2 separate regions of the Mus musculus genome follow, and region 1 is linked to region 2. The links are chromatin contacts, called in public Hi-C maps. All regions are on one chromosome and are shown on one strand. The core of a region is the stretch at or near the end of the contact, and the rest is flanking DNA. Distances in the headings are between cores, read along the strand shown. Region 1 overlaps Ly86 (lymphocyte antigen 86). Region 2 has its middle 7.0 kb from the start of Gm52041.

The links. Hi-C and Micro-C count contacts between places; a contact is called where the count stands out from the background.
Region 1: a contact with region 2 is called in a Hi-C map of bone marrow-derived macrophages, with 17 read pairs. The contact joins two enhancer-like sites. A contact is called at or near these places in 1 of 15 datasets of contacts at CTCF or cohesin (large pre-B cells), 1 of 484 Hi-C or Micro-C datasets (bone marrow-derived macrophages) and 2 of 115 datasets of contacts at active chromatin or transcription factors (large pre-B cells and microglia).

Annotation. Positions count from the first base shown.
Region 1 is chr13:37,368,528-37,371,227 of GRCm38.p6, reverse strand. The region is part of intron 1 of Ly86 (lymphocyte antigen 86); the gene reads right to left. Among named protein-coding and RNA genes, the nearest start is that of Ly86, 25 kb to the right of the region's middle. Within about 2 kb of position 1,302, at least 2 of the 459 cell types and tissues checked have an H3K27ac peak or open chromatin away from gene starts, as enhancers often do. A contact at or near this core is called in bone marrow-derived macrophages, where this site is marked.
Region 2 is chr13:37,957,895-37,960,594 of GRCm38.p6, reverse strand. No RefSeq gene overlaps it. Among named protein-coding and RNA genes, the nearest start is that of Gm52041, 7.0 kb to the left of the region's middle. Within about 2 kb of position 1,399, at least 83 of the 459 cell types and tissues checked have an H3K27ac peak or open chromatin away from gene starts, as enhancers often do. A contact at or near this core is called in bone marrow-derived macrophages, where this site is marked.

The DNA of each region.
Region 1 (2,700 bases), core at 53-2,552, 590 kb after region 2:
GCAGGACAAGGAAGGGAGTGGGGATAGGGAATTGTAGATGAAGCAGAAGTAGTAAATGTATGAGTGTTTATTGAGCCACTTCTACAGCTACCCTAATAGAGCCTTAACGTCTACACTGATTAAGGATGATAGAGGCATAATGATACATATACAATAGACTGTGAGAAGCCAGAGGAAGGGCAAACTAGGGACTCTGAGGGCATTCTGGAGAGGTGTGGTTAAGCCAGGTATGAAGGGAGAGACTATAGGAGAGAGATAATTAGAGTTTTACTATGGAAGATATAAACCTTTCACTAATTTATTTATTGGAAAGTGGCCAAGCACATTAGCATCCTTAGCCCTTGCATTAGCATTCTTCTGGGTCAGCTTTTTTTTTTCCTGCTAACAGCACATACAGGAAGCAAAACCAGATCTCAAGAAGAAGTAAGAATGAAAACAAAGGTTTAATCCATTAGGGGGAAAGTTGGTGTTTGGGGCCTTAGAGTGAGGTCAAGTATAAGCCCTGGAGGGTGTGTGTCAGGGAAAAAGAAAGAGGTAGAGAGAGGGAGATCAAGGAGGGCAACGTGCATAGTAGGAAAAAGAAGGGAAGAGAGAAGATAAAGAAGGGAGAGAGAGCTTGCCTTCCCAGAGCAGGAAATACAGAAGATTGAAGCTGGCTTTAGACACAAGCTCAAAGAAGGTTGGTGGGAGTGATTTTTAAAAGAGAATTCCTCCCCTGTGGGAGAAAGTCAGTCAATTTCCAACAGGTTTTAAATCCAAGTAGTAGAACTAGAGGTAAGGGCAGGTCACACACACACACACACACACACACACACACACACACACACACACACAAACAAAAGATTGTAAAACTTGGTGTGATGGTTAGTCTTAATGCCAACTTGTCATTACTTAGAATCACCCAGGGGAAAAGTCTATTGAGGAATAATCTAGATCATGCTAACCTGTGGCTTTGTCTTGGAGAGTTGTACTAGCTAATTTTAATTTTATGTCAACTTGACACAAGCTAGAGTCACTGGAGAGGAGGGAGCCTTAACTGAGAAAATGCCACCTTAAGATGATTCTATAGGCAGGATGTAGAGCATTTTTTAAATTAGCAACTGATGAGGAAGGGTCCAGACCATTGTGAGTAGGACCACGAGGGGTAGGTGGTCTTGGGTTCTGTAAGGAAGTCAGCTGAGAAAGTACTGAGGAGAGCAAACCAGCAAGCAGAATGCCTTCATGGCCTCTTCATCAGCTCCTGCCTCTAGTTCCTGCCTTGTTTGACTTCCTCTCCTGACTTCCTTTGATGATGAACAGTGATATGGAAATGTGAGCCAAATAAAGTTTTTCCTCCCCAAGTTGCTTTGGTCATGGTGAGTCATCACAACAGTATCGACCCTAATTAAGACAGTTGTTGATTGGCTCATCCCACTGTGGGCAGCTCAGTTTTATGAGCCAACCCATAAATTAGAAAAGAGTTAAGAGTGCTAGTTTTGTAGGGAGTAAGCAAGTGAGGAACCGTCTTGCTCTTTCTGTCCTGGCTGTAGATGAGAGATGACAGGTTACTGTGTTTCTGCCTTGACTTCCCTTCAGTGACAGACTGGAATTGTAAGCCGAGGACTGGAATTATAAACCAAATAAACCACAGTGATGTAATGAAACTAGAACAGTAGAGAAATTTGAGTGAGTTCTGTGGACTTCAATTATCCAGCAGGAAACACAGAGGCTTCAGGGATCCCAGAGACCCTATGACTTGTTGACATATCTACTGGACTACCTGAGACAGAGCCAACGAGAAGGCTAGAGAGGTACCCCCGTACCTCACTATCCTCAACTTAAGAATTGAATTTCCAAAATCATTTTGATTTTTTTCCCACCAGTTCCTATTGAAAGTTCCATCTTCCCCCAAAACACACTGTTCAAAGTACCAAAGTCAAGGTGTCATCTTCTGGGCCACCACCTTAGTCAATCCAGCCCCTGAGATCCCAGGCAAATAATAAAGTATACAGCATGAGAAAATCACCAGAGCTGGTATTCAATGGGATCTTGCTCTCTCTAAGCCCCACTGGTATCTGCAGCTCTGCTCCACAAATACGCCAGAATGTCCAAGACAGACATATTGTTGACCTACATTCATATATGTATGACATTATGGGATTTCTTTTGGTGAACTTTTTTTTTGTAACTCAATTGTCCCATCCTCCGACATGAATTTTGTTGCAATGTCTTGAAGTTGGACACACCCAATTCCAGGTGTAAGCTGTCATGTTAAGAATTGTGTTTTATTTATTAAGGAGTTCAGATAACTGGTGTCTGTGTTAGTGGACATGCCCAAGTTGGTTGGATATGTAAGGAAAAGGACAAAGTGGGGTGATTTGACAAGAGCAGAAGGAGTTAGGCAATGGAGCCTTGTATTCTCGGCCTTGGCTTTGGTAGGTGCTAGCAATTACATTTGAGACCTTCTTGTGAGGCTTATAATATTTTTTTTCCAATTTAGCTCTCCAGGAAGTTTTGAGTCCATTAGCTTTTCTTGACAACAATGGAAATATTTACTTTGATGTTTGAGATAGAGTTTCTGGGTGTGCTTGAACAGCCAATAGTCCAAGGTCAGATGTGGCAGCCATTCCTCTGTATCTTTCACCAGACAATAACAAACAGGCCTTATTTAGACATTATCTATTAGGCTGCTTGCTTACCAATTCTGCAAGCTTTTGTTCT
Region 2 (2,700 bases), core at 150-2,649:
ACATTTCTTTCTTTCTTTCTTTCTTTCTTTCTTTAAACATTCTCTGCCCCCACCCCCACCCCTGCTCCCTTGGGCCCATTGGTCTTTTAAATGTGTTTCTCATTATGGATGGTTGTGAGCCACCCTGTGGTTGCTGGGATTTGAACTCATGACCTTCGGAAGAGCAGTCAGTGCTCTTAACCACTGAGCCATCTCACCAGCTCCAAAGACACACTTCTGATGTTCCATCTTGACATAGCAGGTGTGAGCCATCACTGCAGAGCTTTAAAAAAAAACATCTGTCGAATGGCACTTGTGATGCATCAGGAGAATGGGGGCCTCACCAGCCACCTGGGGTAGGAGGGCACACCACACCACATCTGCCTCCAGAGTTGACCGGAGCCATGTGTCCTCGTTTTATGCAGTCACTGTCCTTTTGGTGGGCACACATCCTCCAGTCATAGACACCTGACCCCGTGCACGTGCTGGGCTGTGTGTGCGATAGGCAGTTTCACCCTCACAAGGCAGATCCTGTCACTTTCCTCCACCCCTGCTCTGACAGGAAAGGGTTTTATTCCTCCTCAGCTCACTGGACTGGCAACCTAAGACTTGCACTCTGCAGGGTGAGCAAACTGGATGGAAAGTAAGATAACTGCCTTTGGGTTTCGCTGCTTCTTTCTTTGTTTGGTTTTGCTTTTTTTTGAGACAGGGTCTCTATATACAGCACTAACTGTTCTGGAATTCTCTACGTAGACCAGGCTGGTCCTGAACTCACAGAGAGCTGCTACCTCTCTCTGCCTAGCCAGTAGTACAATTAGAGCCACGGAAGCAATATCCGGGGCTGCATTCAGTTTTCATTGCTTGTTTTATCCCCCTTCCCATTTCCCTGACGCCCCTAACTTTTTCATGCATAGTAGGACTACCATTTATGTGAGAGAGTTGTGTGGTGTCTTTGTGGGAAGGCGGGGCTAATGAGCAGCTATACATTCCCCACCCCACTCATCTGAGAGCCTGGGGTCCAGCCCTCACCATGTTGTCAATTCCTGTGAGAGGCAGGCAGGACTCAGGACAGCCCACAGTCAAAGCCAGGCAGGTCACTTCCCTATTTGGCTCCAGCTTCCTTCCCCTGAAAGAAGCGACTGCTGTGTTCCTTATTTAGGACACTGACTTTGGCAGCTTTGGCTTGGAGAGCACTGGTTTGTTGTTGTTAACGAGCAACCTTCAATTATAGGTTTAAAATAAACCCAGCGGTTCTCCCTGCTCACCCCTCCCTCCCCCGCCTCCTTGGGAGCGGGCAGGCAGCCGCTGGGCGTGGCAAACGTCAGGAACCCTAGAGCGGATGGACAGAGAATGTCCCCCATAGGCGCTGGCATTTGAACACTTGGCAGTTTGGGGAGGTTTAGGAGGTAGGACTTCGCTGGAGGAAGTATGTCATTGGGGGCAGGCTTCCCTGCTTCAAGCTTGTGGTTCAGGATGCGAGCTCTCAGCTGCTAAGCCTGCTGAGTGCTTCCACCTTTCTGCCACGATGAACTCCGCATCCTTCTGGAATCGTTAGCCCAAATCAACTTTTCTTTTTCACCCACGAGTTTACCTTGGTCATGGTGTTTTATCAGAGCCGCAGACAAGTAACGAATGCAAGCCTGGAACAAGCACGATGAAGCTATTGCCTACTAGGTCTGCCAGCAACTGAGGCACGAGTGCAGCTCAGAGCGTCACTCTTGAGTCTTTGTCCCTCCCGATTTTATACTCCTCCACCCCAAAGGCTGACATCATCTGGCTCTGGAGTTCCTCCCCACAGCTTCTGAGGTAAAGACTCAGTTCCTTGCACATTATGCTACTGGAAGATAGAGGGATTTATTTTTAAGGGGCAGGGCCAGTAGGAGGAAGTGAGATTGTTGGACTGTGCCCTTCAAGAGGCCCTAGGGAGGCTGGTTCTGCCTTCTATCTCGTTGCTTCCTGGTTGCTGTGAGATAAGCAGCTTCCACGGTTACAGTTGGCAGTGAGACTACTGACCGTGGCTGGAAGCCTCCGAAGCTATAAACGGAAGCAAACGCCACTTGTTTTTGTTGAGAGAGCTTCTTATTTTGTTAGTTTGTTTGTTTGTTTTTTGAGACAGGGTTTCTCTGTGTAGCCCTGGCTGTCCTGGAACTCACGCTGTAGACCAGGCTGGCCTCGAACTCAGAGATCTGCCTGCTTCTGCCGCCCGAGTGCTAGGATTAAAGGCTTGTGCCACCACGCCCAGCTTGAGAGAGCTTCTTGCTATGCAGTAAGCCCAGGCTGGCCTTGAATTTGAGACCTTCCCACCTCAGCCTCCCAGACACTGGGATTACAGGCCTACTATATCATTCCTAGCTAGTCCCCCTCTGTCTACCTTCCCTCCTCTCCCCCTCCCCCTCCCCCTTCCTAAAGATTTTTGCCTTGTTTTAGATGTATTTACTTTATTTTGTTTGTCAGAGTTTTTGTCTGCATGTATGTCTGTACAACACGTGCATGCCTGGTGCCCACGGAGTTTAGAAGAGGGCACCAGATCCCCTGGAACTAGAGTTACAGATGGTTGTGAGCCACCATGCGGGTGCTGGGAATGGAACCTGATCCATTGCAAGCACAACAGCTGCTCCCAACTGCTGAGCCGTCTCTCCAGCCCCTTTCGTCTTTGTAAGTTGGTTATAAAGTCTTATAACTTATAACTTTATAAAACTGGGTATTTTGTTACAGTAATGG